Linked DNA regions of Sus scrofa: regions 2 and 3 are each linked to region 1. The links are chromatin contacts, called in public HiChIP or PLAC-seq maps. All regions are on one chromosome and are shown on one strand. Each heading gives the region's core, a stretch centred on a gene start, on an enhancer-like site or on the middle of the called end of the contact. The rest is flanking DNA. Distances are from core to core; before and after follow the strand shown.

Evidence for each region. HiChIP or PLAC-seq counts read pairs in DNA pulled down with a chosen protein or histone mark.
Region 2: an H3K27ac HiChIP or PLAC-seq map of alveolar macrophages shows a contact between it and region 1. The contact joins two enhancer-like sites. A contact is called at or near these places in 4 of 47 Hi-C or Micro-C datasets (embryonic fibroblasts and mesenchymal stem cells) and 2 of 2 datasets of contacts at active chromatin or transcription factors (alveolar macrophages and skeletal muscle).
Region 3: a contact with region 1 is called in an H3K27ac HiChIP or PLAC-seq map of alveolar macrophages. The contact joins two enhancer-like sites. A contact is called at or near these places in 2 of 47 Hi-C or Micro-C datasets (psoas muscle and skeletal muscle) and 2 of 2 datasets of contacts at active chromatin or transcription factors (alveolar macrophages and skeletal muscle).

What each region holds. Positions count from the first base shown.
Region 1 is chr13:61,279,932-61,284,717 of Sscrofa11.1, forward strand. All of the region lies in intron 39 of ITPR1 (inositol 1,4,5-trisphosphate receptor type 1), which reads left to right. Among named protein-coding and RNA genes, the nearest start is that of ITPR1, 210 kb to the left of the region's middle. Within about 2 kb of position 1,915, at least 43 of the 83 cell types and tissues checked have an H3K27ac peak or open chromatin away from gene starts, as enhancers often do. A contact at or near this core is called in alveolar macrophages and skeletal muscle, where this site is marked.
Region 2 is chr13:61,609,395-61,614,180 of Sscrofa11.1, forward strand. No RefSeq gene overlaps it. Among named protein-coding and RNA genes, the nearest start is that of ARL8B, 29 kb to the right of the region's middle. Within about 2 kb of position 2,102, at least 2 of the 83 cell types and tissues checked have an H3K27ac peak or open chromatin away from gene starts, as enhancers often do. A contact at or near this core is called in alveolar macrophages, where this site is marked.
Region 3 is chr13:61,551,841-61,556,626 of Sscrofa11.1, forward strand. No RefSeq gene overlaps it. Among named protein-coding and RNA genes, the nearest start is that of BHLHE40, 26 kb to the left of the region's middle. Within about 2 kb of position 2,496, at least 15 of the 83 cell types and tissues checked have an H3K27ac peak or open chromatin away from gene starts, as enhancers often do. A contact at or near this core is called in alveolar macrophages and skeletal muscle, where this site is marked.

The DNA.
Region 1 (4,786 bases), core at 665-3,164:
CTTTATCATCCATGTCTGTTCGGGAAAAGACCACAGCTACTGAGGTTTCTCTCCCACCAAGCCTTTTGTTTGCATGTACGGGTAGAAACCAGCAGCCCACAACTGTAGTTGTGCAGAAACTCCGTCAAGAATTGCGTGAGAGTCCACTCTGGCCCTGGATATAGGCAAGCTCCCCAACTAAATTGCAAAGCAGCACTTCACACTTGAGACGTTGTGCGGAACCGCCCCTGGGCCAGGGTACGGCACACCTGGAGAGCTGTGAGCCTTTGATTGGGGAAGGACCCCGCCCTTCACTGATAAAGGCCAGTTGGGCATCGCAGGAGAGTGGATATGCAGTGAATGGCTTGGAAGATACAGTGCCTTTTGAGTCTCTGTCAGTCTTTGAGAAAGGAGAGTGAGGTGAGGACAGAATCAGAGTTCCTGCGAGAAAAGTGCATGGTGTGGGGCCTCTCCAGCTGTCTCCTAGAGTGGCATGCCCCTCGAAACCAGGAAGAGGAGGGCTTTCTTTCATTTCTTTATTATTATCATTTTTCACAAATCACGAGGCAGGGTCTCTCTCCTTACTTCCTGATTTCACCTTGTCCTTAGGGGGCAGGAAGAGGACAGGTAATGGGAGAAGGGTAAGGAGCTACTTGCTTAGTGTCTGTTCAGCTTATTCCTGAGTTGGTAGCTTGATGAACTGTTACCTTTGGACACACACAAATCAAGATAGGGAATGTTTCTGTCCCCCCCAACCCTGGAAGGTTCCTGCATCCACCCCTTCTTGGCTTTAAACAGACTCCGATTGATGCTTGAGACATTCATTTCTGTGACTCATGTTTGAGTGCCTGTTCTGTGTTGCTAGGGGATTTGGATACAATGGTGCCCCAAATAGGCAGAGTGTCTGCCCTTCTGGAGTTTATGGTTTTGTGGGGGAGATAGACAATAATACAAATTAATGTTAAATGACAGGCTGTCAATGAGAAATGTAGGAAGCTGAAGTACATGGGGTCATGAGGACATGCAATTTAAGAACTTTTACCTGGGCGAGAAAGGTCATGACAGGTGAGGACAACTGGCAGGTGACCATGGAGCCACTTTTCCTAAACTGTGAAGTTCTGGGCAAACCAAAGGTTTTTTTTCTTTTTCTTTTTTTCTTTTTTGATCTTTTTAGTGCTGCACCTGCGGCATGTGCAGGTTCCCAGGCTAGGGGTCGAATTGCAGCTATTGCCACCGGCCTATGCAACAGCCACAGTCACACTAGATCTGAGCTTGCGTGGTGTAGGTCTGTGACCTACACCATAGCTCACGGCAATGCCAGATCCTTAACCCACTGAGCGAGGCCAGGGATAAAACCTGTGTCATCATGGATTCTAGTTAGATTTGTTTCCACTGATCCACGACAGGAACTCCACAAAAGGGTAATTTTGATAAAGTCCTCTAACTTCAAGATGAGGCAGTGGGTAGAGCAGTGACCTACCTCATTTACATAGATGCCTCTTTGGAGAGGAATGGCGTGTTTAGAAAGTGTGGGCTGTGGCTCAGTGGATGGGCTGCATTTCTACATTTGGGAGATGTGATCCCCATTCAGTCACTGTCACTTCAGACTCTTCAGAGCCATCAGTGTCAGTTTGCAGCTTCAGCCTCTTGCCATTTCAACAAAAAAGCAAGGTTGTCATTTCTACTTGTTAGGGCGGTTGCAGCCTGCCTCTGTCTGCCTTTCTGTCCTTAGCTTCTGCCCCCGGGAGCTACTTCTGCAAGCAAAGGAAAGCCACCGCCAGTAAAATTTAGGGGGAAGAAAACAGAAGAGAAATGGGAGAATTATTAAATTTCACCTTCAGGGGGCGTTCTCATGACGTCCAACCCAGGGTGGAGGTGTCCTACTTTTTTACATTGCTGTGAACTGCTGGGTTGGGCACCTGCCAGCATTCAGGCAGCAGTTACATAAGAGCTGCTTTTTTTCCTGGAATTTAGGCTCACTGCTGATGTGTGACCTTCAGCAGTAATTGCCAATAAATGCAGCAGGGCTGTTTACTGTTAGACACTGGCAACCAGAGAGCAACCAAGCTCAACTCGGAGCACACAGAAGCTATTGCAGAATCTGGGGAAGTTTTTTTTTTTTTTTTCTTCCTTTTTCTTTCTTTTTCTTCTTCTTCTTTTTTTAATGTTGAGATGATTCCATCATGACTGAAGTTGTATAATTTAATCAAGTCAGAATGCATTTTTGAAAAATGAATTTCTCTTCTGACTGCTGATGAACTTTTCCTATAAAATATAGATGAAACTGCATCACTGGAACTAAAATATTTCTTCCTTTGTTTCTAAAAACAAATGCCATAGTAAAGGACATTGGGTTATTATCAAATGGAAAGATTTTAAATTTTTCTACTAAAATGCTAGGTAAGTTCCATTTTAGCTCAGTTTTCTTGCAAGCGTTCTGTTTTCTTAATGTGGCTTTTCAAAGGCTCAAGAAAGACAGGACCCAGCAAACATATTTGCAAGGCCATTCGCTATTTGCTTGTTTATTTTTTCCCTCCTCTGAGATTGAGTGGGTGAAAGGAACTGAAGGCTGATTCATGGGGGTTGGAGATTATAAATTCTCTTTGATGGGCTGATAATTAGATCTATAATACAGCTGCATTTATTGAACTGTATTCAGCCTCTGCTAGGGTTGGTTCATGGATGGAGACAGCTTATTTCAAAGGAAAATTTTAGAAGCCCAGGGATAATAGGGTTCATGTTAGTGGCAGCAGAAAACAGAAGGTATTTCTATGGCTGTGCTCTGTGCTGGCCTGTAATAGACACACATGAAACTGATGTATATATGTATGTGTGTACAGCATGTATGTGAGCATGTGCTGCTGTGCACATGCCATAAATAATAACCCTAGGAAGTCTCTGGGTTTCTTTTTATTTAAGAAGGACAATATATAATGTCCTTCATTTATGCAGAAGTACATCCCTGGATAAAATGTTAGGAACATTATGTATAAAAAGCGATCATTTCAGGGTCTTATCTGCCCAGATCTAGTTACTACTCCAGTGCTGTGGTTATGATGACCTAATTCATGGCCTCATCTGGGAAGGACACTCGGGATCCTTTTCGTTGAAATTCATTTTGAGTTTTTATTTCAAAGCCCATCATTTGAAATCTTTTCCCTATGAAGTCTGATTTTGCTGACCTTGACTAAAAGCCCTGGGAAGACTTAAGATCTAAGAAGAAACGTGGAGAGGCAGTAGGGAGCAATTGTTGGTTTCCAAGTTCAAAACCAGGCAACATCACATCATTGCCAGTCACTGTTGGTTTAGGGAGACTTCACCTTGACTGGAGGCATCAGACTCTGAATATAGTGTCTGGTACTGGGATGAAGGCAGTACAAGAAAAGACTTGTGAAATCCAAACATACTCATTTTCTCAAAATATTCTCCCTTAATGTGTGGTCATTGAGGATGACCTTCTGTGTGGAAAAAAATTAATTTTGATTATAAAAATGTGTTGAGAAAATCAGTTCATTCATTTACCAAACATTACCTTTTACTTTGTGTAGCATGGATTATATTTATGTAGCTGGTATCCTGTTTGAACATAGATAGCTTATTAATAGGCTTATATTTTTCAAAATTGTGGCTTTCTGCCATAAAAGCACCTACCCACATGGCAATAGAGCTGAAATCCTCTTAGGAGGGAGTGCTAGCAAAGGCTGTTGGTTATTTTACCAAATTCTGTGCCAGGCTTGATTTGGCCTTTTCCGTCCTGGAAATCATTTTAGGTCCTATTGGGTTGTGTTATTTAGGGAACTTGCCTGTTAGATATTATGAAGTTTACGAAAACATACCAAGCATTAGTTAATGTCTTCATTGGAAGAAATCCTAAATAATACCCGCTCCAGTCCCCTTGGCCTGCAGGTCAGGCAGTAGAAGCCCAGAGGGGTTCAATGATTGGCAGAGGGTCACACAGAGCATCAGGGCCTACATGAGCCACAATCACGTGATTCCCGTCCATTGCTCTCAGTTTTTGCATTCTGTTTGATGAGTGGCTAGAATTAAAAGTGTCCTCCTCCTATTTAAGTAGTGATTTCTGAAGCTGAAAAAAAAAAAAAAAAGTCTGCTGTCTCAAAAGTCTTTCTGTAATGTTCTGATGAAAAAAGATCAATAGTTTTAATTTTTGGTTTAGAAATTAAATGAAACCAACATAATATCAGTATAGGCAGACCATAGAGTATCAGTGCAATCATAAAACAGAAACCACTAATCTCTGAGTGCTTAAGAAATAGTTGCAGGAGTTCCCATCGTGGTGCAGTGGAAACGAATCCAACTAGGAACCATGAGGTAGTAGGTTCGATCCCTGGCCTCACTCAGTGGAATGAGGATCCAGTGTTGCCATGAGCTGTAGTATAGGTTGCAGACATGGCTTGGATCTGGCATTGCTGTGACTGTGGCATAGGCTGGCACCTGTAGCTCTCATTAGCCCCCTAGCCTGGGAACCTCCATATGCCAAGGGTGTGGCCATTAAAAAAAATGCAAAAAAAAAAAAAGAAATAGTTATATGCTACCTATGACCATTCTAAAAGAATTCAAGATGCTTCTTTAGACAAAGAGAATTTTAAAAAGACACACCAGTTCCATTTCCATCTTCTTTTTCTTTAACTTGTATTTTGCTTGGAAAGGGAGTAAAAGGTAACTCTTTAGGTTCCCACAGTAAATCCATGCCTGTAATCCTTTGGTCCTGATCATATAGGATCAGAATCAAGGATGTGTTGGTGGAATGTGTCCATGGCAAATTGTAGAAGATAGGTAGCACTTTTTT
Region 2 (4,786 bases), core at 852-3,351, 330 kb after region 1:
GGTGTGGACACCTGAGGGGCCCCCCAGGAGCTTCTATCTCTGATTTTCCTTTTTTGTCCTTTTGCTCTTCAGAGAGGGCTGGTGGGTCCAGTTTCTCGGAGATGCTTCAGGAGCTTTGCTGGAGGGATCTTGGAAGCAGGCACAGGGCAGGGTCTGAATTATCCCTCTTCTCATCACCATTCACAGGGTGGCAGGAACCAGGTTCTTCTCATCTTTCCTTGGAGCAGTTTGGGGCCAAACATCTGCATTTGTTTTTCCAGCCCTCAGCATGTGGGCAAAGGAAGGAAAGGGTGAGTGTTCATTTACACTTTGGATACCAAAGGAGGTCTGCCCTGGGGCAACAGGTGACACAGGGGTTAGCAGGAAGTCTGCTCAGTACACTGTGCTCAGAGGACAGGGGGAGAGGGTGCCCCAGCTGGAAAAAAAGCTGGAGGAGCAGGTACAGAAATCAAAGGCAGGAAACTGCTGATTCTCCTGTGGCGGGTGGGCTTCTGGCTACCTGCCCTGCCTTAGTTCTCCATCTCGCTCCTGTGCTCCTAGCAGTGTTCCTCCTGAGCCTTCTCCTCATGCTGGTGCTTCTTCTCAGTCTCGCTGAGAGCACCTCTGGGGTCTCCTTGGAGACCATGTGGGAGGGCTCCATTTCCCAAGGTCCAGAGAATAGACCTATAGTGGCAGCCCTCCACCCACTCATGCTCTTATGCCCTCACCTGTTCATCTTGGAACAACAGTTCCCATCTCCTATCTATTGAAGGAGGCTGGATGTTGATAAGATGTGTTAGTGCCCAGAGAGTTTGATGCTTACCCGAGTCTCCAAGGACCTATGTTTCTAATTCTACCAACCCACTCAGCTTTCCAAGGTCCTGTTATCTAATTAGAGAAGCTGCCTGTGTACCTAAGTTCTTCTGGCCCTCTGGAAAGTGACAATGCAACAGAAACCTGCCCATTGATCTCTTTAATATTATCACCAGCATAAGTTGGACGATCACCTGTAGGATAATGCCAATAAGAACAAAAGCCTTCCTGTCTTGAATACTTAGTGCCTTACATGGATGAGCTCCTTTACTTTTCTCAACAGTATTATGATATAAGTACTATTATTTTGCCCATTTTACAAGTGAGGAAATCAAGACTCAGAGAAGTTAACTGGCTTGACCAAGAACACATAGCTGGTTTAGTACTGAAAATGGAATTCAAGCCCTAGTGTGCCTGACACCAAGTGTCCATAATCTTGACCATCATACAAGGTGCTTCTGGTTATTCCTACTAATATCTCTGTGAGGAGTTGTAAAGAGAATTAAAACCTTAGATAGAGGGAGATGGAGGTTGGCCTCTGCATTAATGAGAGAAATATGAGCTACAATAATGATTAGACCCCCATTTTCAGTGTTTTCACCCAGTGAAAATGTATTTGTTACTCACAAAATAATCTGATGAAGATGTTCCTGGTGGCATTCATCCAGGTGGTGATTCTGGCATCCAGTCACATCTTATCTCTTGGCTCTACCAACCCTTAGAGGCTTAGAGACCTCTGTGTCCAGGAGGAAGGGGAGAAAAGAAATGGCAGACCCTCTTCTTAACTACTTTGGCCATAAGTAACACAAATCGCTTCTGCTCGCCTTCTGTTGCCCAACACTAGTCACATGCCCCTGCACAAATGAAAGGGCCTTGGGATGCACTGCCTCCCTAGGCCACCACGTTTCAGCACCAACTCTGCCTCATGGGTGGGGGAGCATGAAATATTTGGTGAAAATTTAGTTATTTCTGCCCCAGCCTCAGTGATCATATGTTCCTTCTATCTTGTATGGTTACATAATTTGCCTAAAATACATGGGAATTTGTTGAAGGTGAAGATCCTTTCAATAGGGCAGTGTTCCTGTGAGAAATGACCAGGACAGAAAATGTGTGTGGTCAGTGTCCTCTGTGGCCTGATGCTTTCAGCATTGAAAAATGAGAGTGTCTAGATCCTTCTCCCATAGTCCAGTCAGGGTGGTCCATTGTCACTTCTAACAGGAGGGCAGGATGGGCTCCAGAGGCAGCATGGCTCACTGCAGAGGGAGGTACCCAAAGACATGGTTTTTACATAATGTTTAGAAATAAGCATCTGAGAAGTGTGGAAACATGCCGTCCTGATTTACTCAGCCTTGTCGTTAAGCGCTGGCATTATCACCATCTGCCGAATGTGGAAGTTGTTTAAAAATGAGTCACCTGGCACCAGAAATCATTTCTGCACAAAGCCTCCCCCACTATCTCTTGGTATCAACACTAAGTCACTGCTGCTATAAGTTTTAAGAAACCTGAGAGAGTGTGAGTCTCCTCCCACCCCCCACTGCCCAGGTGGCATTTGGTTATTTATTCTCTAGCACAGAAGCATCAATTTCCTTGAAACTTGTTGGCACATTGGCTTTTTGAGGATGTTGAATTATATTGTGTGGACAAATGCAGTATTATTTCTATGTTCACATGAGTGTTAGACTTAGACTACTTTGCATCTCTTTCCCATCTTAACCAATGACAGACATAGTGCAGTTTGTCTCATTCACCCAGAAACTTGCCAAACCTCTCCAAAGTTTATCCATTTTGGGGTGATTTTTTCCATAGGGGAGTCAGTGTCCCTTTGATATTCTGTAACTTAAATACTGAAATGAAAGGTAAACTACTGTTAATATGTTTTATGTCAGGAGTTCGCTTGTGGCCCAGTGGAGTAAGGACCTGACTTTGTCACTGCTGCAGCTTGGGTTGCTGCTGTGGTGTGGGTTCAATCCCTGGCCCAGGAACTGAGCGTACTCTGGACATGGCCCCCCAAAATATGTCCCATATTAAATAGGGCACTGGAAGAGGGGAAACTGGTTTGTGTATAAGAAAATGTATTCATGTCAAATAAGGAGGAATGCTTCCAACAATTATAGTCCTGGTTTCTGCAACTGGTCATGTGGTCATAGCTGATATTTATAACTGCCATCTTCCTCTACCCACTCCATATCCCCTTTTCCCTTTGCAGGCACGTTGGTCAGGGCTTCTTCCCAGAGCTCACACCTTCATTCCTCACTCACTGCATAACCCCAAAAGCTGTCAGTTTTGTGGGAGGCTACAGGGTCTGGCTGCTGACCATGGTGCTGGAAATGCCTCTGCAGAAGGATGCTGTTCTGAGACACTGGTAGGTCCCCACAGCTGCCTCTTAGCAGAGAATCTCAGGATTTGGAACAAAGCTATATATCATCCTTTGCAGATAACTCTTCTCCTTTTAAGAGGCAACCTACCAAGTTACCAGGCAACCTGAGGTGATCATAGGGAATGGGGGCTGTGCTAGCTTACTCTTCATTAGTTGTAAAATACCAGAACATGTGTTCACCTTTAAGAGTCCAGTCAATTTTATCACTGGGGTTCCTGCAAAAGTTATTGATCCTAACAGGCGCTGCCAGCCAGCTGGGTGACTTGAGTGTCACCTTCCTTGTCTGTAAAGTAAGGGTGTCAAACCCTCTGAGAAAGGACCAAGCAAACCTGGTATAGGGTGGCATTCCATCCTCTGGGTCTGTAGAGCATCAGGTTTTCTTCATAGGGGTTTTTATAAAAGGGTTCTATGATTAAATCAGTTTGCTAAGCTCAATCATGTCCATTGCTCTCTTCCATGACTTTCATCATCTTTAATTTTCTAACATGCATGTGTAAAAGGACATTGTAAGGAGAGCATATGTATTGTTTCCCAATTAATTGTAAATATATATATTTTACATGTAAGTATAAAAACTGGTAGAAACCCCTTTTTATTGCAGACACCTATTAATATAACCAGGAACAGGCTTCTATGGAATACGGGGTGGGAAGTTCTGTTATCAATTATGCTATAAAAATTATAGGAGTTCCCCTTGTGGGTCAGCAGAAATGAATCTGACTAGTATCTATGAGGATGTGGGTTTGATCCTTGGCCTTACTCAGTGGGTTAAGGATTGGACGTTGCTGTGGCTATGGCGTAGGCTGGCAGCTGTAGCTCCAATTTGACCCCGAGATCAGGAACTTACATATGCTGCAGGTGCCGCACACCTCCCCCCCACCCAAAAAAAAGCAAAAGAAATAAAATAAAAACGATAAACAGCCTTTAAAATTGGTAAGTCCACTGTCTAGATTTATACATGAGAATTTTTATAGAAGATAGATTTAGGTTAAAAAAGCTAACGATGAAATTACATGTGTATATTGATGATGAAGAGGAAATTATAGCTACGTATTTTGAAGAGAAGAGAAAATTAAGAGCTAGGTTGTATTTGCAAGTATGGGACTGTTTTTCTTTATATTGAGGCCAATGATAGCTTATTAAATTATCAAGTGTTGAGCTGGATGACCCTGGGTGGCCAAGAGTAAGGCCAGGATTAAGGAGAGAATGAGCAGAGCTCTGAGGATCCATCCTCTGCTTTAAATAAGAAGCCAGTTTTTTTCTGAAAGTAGAGACACAGGCTGTGGAGTCAGGATCCCTGATCAATTTAGAACCCAAGCTCCCACAACCACTGGCAGTAGGACCTTGGTCATCTCTCTGTCCCTTGATATCTTCTCCTATCAGTTGGAGAAAAGGAAAAAACCTCCCCTAATAAGATTGTAGTCTGGATGAAATGAGATAGTCCTGGCAAGGTGCCAAGCGCAGTACCAGGCCCTGTGAACTATTATTAAAATTATTTAACATAATGAGTTTCTATGTAAGTGTGTGAACAAGAGGAATCCCAACTAAATGGGCTTGAAAAACACAGGGCTAGGTGATTTTTAAGGTCTTTTTCATTGTTAAGAGTCTGTGCTCAAA
Region 3 (4,786 bases), core at 1,246-3,745, 270 kb after region 1:
GGTGTTGCCACAACTTCAGCTTAAGTCGTGACTGCAGCTTGGATCTGATCCCTGGCCCAGGAACTTCATATATGGCAGGGCGGCCAAAAATGAAAAAGAAAAAAAAAAAAAAAAGAGCTGAGTATAAAAGCAAGTGTGAGAGTTTGGGATTAGCAGATGCAAAACTATTATATATAGGATGGATAAACAAGTTCCTACTGTATAGCACAGGGAATTATATTCAATATCCTGTGATAAACCATAATGGAAAAGAATAAATACATATGTAACTGAATCATTTTGCTGTACAGCAGAAATTAACAAAACATTGTAAATCAACTATACTTCAATAAAATTACGTATATATTTTTTTCACAAGCCAAAAAAAAAAAAAAAAACCCAAACAAACAAGTGTGGGGCCCTTGCACAAGCCATGTGCCCACAAAACTGGCTAGGATAGCAACTCCTACCCCATGTTGTTTCTATGACAATGAAGGGAACTACTGCACATAAAATACAGAAATTAGGAGTTCCCTGCTGGCCTAGCAGGTAAAGGAGCAGGCATTGTTACTGCTGTGGCACGGGGTTGATCCATGACCTGGGAATTTACGCATGCTGCAGGGAAAAAAAAAAAAAAAAGAATAAAAAACCCCACGGAACCCATGCCTGGCTGGGAGCAGGCTCCCAGTGTTCACTGATATTACCCCTATCATATTTAAGGTTCACCTGCAGCCCTAGGAGAGCAGACAGGGTTTAGCCCATTTCACAGGTGAGGGAATTGAGACTCAGGTGATTAAACAACTTGTTCACTGTACCCCTGGCTATGACGGCAGGATTTGAACCCAGGGTGGGGTGGGGGCGGGGAGGTGGGGTGGCAAAGCTGCCTCCTTTGTGAGGGAATAGTGGGTGGAGGAAGGGAGAAAGCCTAGGAGTCTGGGAGCAGCTGGGAGGGCTGGAATGGCAGCTCCTTCTTCAAGGCTGACTTGCTGACCCCCTGGGGCTGGCTCCTATTGTTCAGTGGGCAACTCAAGGCCCCATAGGCTCTGGAGCTGGAGACAGGAGTGGCTCTGCCTGTTCTGTCATATGCAGTGAGCAGAGGGGGGTTCCGGCCAGCCTCCTTTCTCCTCCCAACCCCAGGTCCAGTCAGGAGTCGAGCCTGAGGGTGGGCCAAAAAGGCAGAGCCTGGGCTGGCCATGGAGGCTTGAATTCAGGGATTGAAATCCAGCCTCTGCCACTGACCGCCCCTGAGAATGCCATTCCTTCCCTGGGCTCTGGAAGGCTGCTGGAACCCAGGCCTTCCTGCTTGCCCTTCTCTCCTCCTTCCATGCTCCCCACCCCCCACTCACCCTCCTGGGGCCTCCAGTTAACCTACCAGGTTTTATCACCCAGGGCCTTTGCTCTCACTGTTGGCCCTGCTGAGAACAACCTCCTTCTCACCCATCCAGCCCTAGCTCACATCTCACCTGTGAAGAAAAGCCTTACCTTATCATCCTTCTCCCTTACTCTTCATCTCCTCACCCCGCACACGTACTTTGCACCCTCAACCTGCAGTTACCTTCCTTAGAAAGTTGCTTATCTGCTCACAGCTGGAGTCCTCCATTAGAACACACACACACACCACACAGCTGAGGTGGGGACTGCACTCTGGACCTCCTCTCACATCCAAGACAGTGGCCACAACACAGTAGGGACTTCATAAATATAAGTTGGGTGTGAGAACAAATGAGTAGCTGTATGACCCTGGAGAAATTATTTATGCTCTCCTGCCTCAGTTCCCCTGCCTGTAAAATGGGATTAATACCTGCTTCTTAAGGTGGATGTGTGGATTACAATAAAGCTGCCATTTATTTTATTTTATTTTATTTGCTTTTTAGGGCTGCGCCCACAGCATATGGAGATCCCCAGGCTAGGGGTCAAATTGGAGCTGTAGCTGCCAGCCTACACCACAGCTACAGCAATACAGGATCTGAGCCACATCTTCAACCTACAGCACCACAGCTCACGGCAACGCCAGATCCTTCACCCACCAAGTGAGGCCAGGGATCAAAGCCGTAACCTCATGGTTCCTAGTTGGATTCGTTCCCACTGTGCCAGGAGGGAACTCCCAAAGCTGCCGTTTATTGAGGGCACACTGTGTGCTGGGCACTGTACTGCATACACAGAACATGGCACCTAGGAAGTGCTTAATTAATGACTGTTACTTACATGGTTACCATGGCTATTACTACTGAACCACAGAAGTTGGGATCCCTGAATTGAGGGGCTGGACCCTGGATCCTGAGATGTCCCCCAAGAGGCTCCAGGGACACCCAAGGCAGGGAGACAGTCCTGGAGGCCAGAAGCAAAGGCCACTCTGGGAAAGAAAACTAGTCTGAAAGTCTCTGAGGGGCTCCTTCCTTTGGGATTTCTCTGTTCTCTCCCAACCCTTCCATTCTACTCTACCCCCACACAGCCCCGCCTTTCCCAGCCACACACTAAGAATAAACCTCATCCCCCCCAGCAGCCTTGCTGTCACAGTTTCCTGCCACCACGGTCATGGGCTCCCCGGGCGGGCTCCGAGGGATTTTCCAGCTCAGAGCAACGCTGAGTGGGACCTGAGGCAATGTGACCTAAGAGGGGCTGTGATGCAGACCCAGAAGCAGGAAAACCCCAGGCAGGCATTACTGGGAACCAGAATGGGGCCCTCAGTGGCCACCTGGGGTAGGGGCCCCAGGAAAAGGAACCAGGCCTCCTCTGTGACCTCGCCCCGGCGCCCTCCAAGTGGCCGGCCACGGCTTGCTGACAGCAAAGGCTGTCCTGGCTAGGGGCCCAGAACAAGAAATTCAACTCTGGGTCCCAAAAGTCTATGGCCAGGCTGGATCCAAACGGATTCTGGTTTAGAGACGTGCCTGGTCCTTGAGGAAGTCCTGTTGTCTCTGCCTGCTCTTCCCTCCACACAGATAGCAAGCTCGCTCTGTTGTCCTGAGCTAACCCTGAGCAGTCTCACTGATACCCATCACAACCAGATGCCATCCCTGGAAAGCTGGGCCCCGCCTGGGTCTTTCTCTTCTCATCTCCACACCGGATATCTATCTATTTCTTCCAAACATGTCAAGGAACCTAGCTCCTAGTTCAGCTCTGGTTCTGACTTAACTCAGTGACATTGAGCAACTTCTAGCCTCACTCTGGGCCTCTCTGGCCCCTCTGCAAAATGAGGCCCCATATGGTCCCTTTGAACTCTGACATTCTAGGATTCAGCTACAGAAAGATTCAACTATAAGAACCCTTATGAGAAAGTATGCCACCACCCCACCTCCAGTCCCACCCCCATCCCCAGGACTTAGATTCACACTTTTTTTTTTTTTTTTTTTTTTTTTTGCTTTTTAGGGCTGCACCCAGAGATATGGAGTTTCCCAGACTAGGGATTGAATTGAAGCTGCAGCTTCTGGCCTATAGCACAGCCACAGAAACATCAGATCTGAGCCTTGTATGAACCTAACCATAGCTCACAGCAACTTTGGATCCTTAACCTACTGAGCAAGTCCAGGGATCAAAACCGCATCCTCGTGGATACTACTTGGGTTCGTTGCCACTGAGCCATAAAGGAACTCCCTGTCAAAGATTTAGAAAGGTTCCCATCCACCTTCCTAGCTATGTTACCCTGGCCGACCCTCTGTTGAATGGACAGAGGATAAGATGTTTGCAGGACAAACAAGGCAAGTGCCTAACACAGTACTTCCTCTACCTAACATCCAGCCGGTGTGCATGAATAGGAAGCCACTATGAATTTAGAAGAAGGGAACAAGAAGACAGAAAGTATAAAGGAAAAAAAAAAGGCCAAAGAAGAATCTATTTGGCAAACATTTGGAGCATCTTCTATGTGCACTGGGGTTACAAATGTCAGTGTGGAGTTCAAGAACTCAGAATTCAAGGTGTTTAATGTGGAGGAGGCAGATGTGTCAACAAATATTCTACAGTCTTCTGATTTCTCTGTTCCCCAGAATCCATGGCCATTGAGTACAGTTGCACAGGTTCACTGAACAAGGGTACAGGGTCAGAGTTAGAGGGCTCTGAAATTCAGGCCAGGTTCCACTCCCTAACCATGAGTCTACATGGCTCTGCCTTCCTGGAGGGATGCTTTCTCCTAATTCTCACAGATGTGCCTAAGCCTGCAGCATCTGCATTTGCCCTGCTCTGATCCACTCAGCTCTCCAGTTGCCAGAGTGATTGTTTTATGTTTAAAAGCATAATATCACCACCATCCCCCCATAAACTTTAACTGGGCCTTCAAGTTCCTTCGTATCTGCCACCACCTCCTTCCCCCTTACACTCTGCATATTACACAGACCATACAGTATTCCTGCACTTCCTTCGACAAGGCATGCTCCCTCTGGCCTTTGCGCATTCTATTCCCTCTGTCTGGAATAACCCCTTTTTTTCCTATTTGGATGCCAAAAACTCTACAGATCTCAGTTTAGACATTATTCTCTCCAAGAAGCTGTCTTTGAATCCTCTGCACACCCCCACCCCCATCAGACCACATTCTTCTTTATGGGCCCTCATAGCTCTTAGGCTTCTCCAAAACACTTGTCATAATCATAATTAAATGATTAGTAGTCTTAATCATGGATTATGGCTTTTTTCTCCTAGAAAATTAGGAGCTCCTGGAGCACAGGGACCATGTGTATTATATGCTGCATACGCCAGCTATGCTATCTATCTACCCATCCATCTATCATCTGTCTATCCATCCATCCATCTGCTGACTCTACACCGTAACCAAGTAATTGGTGTTCAATAAATAATTATTGAATAAATGAATGATTAT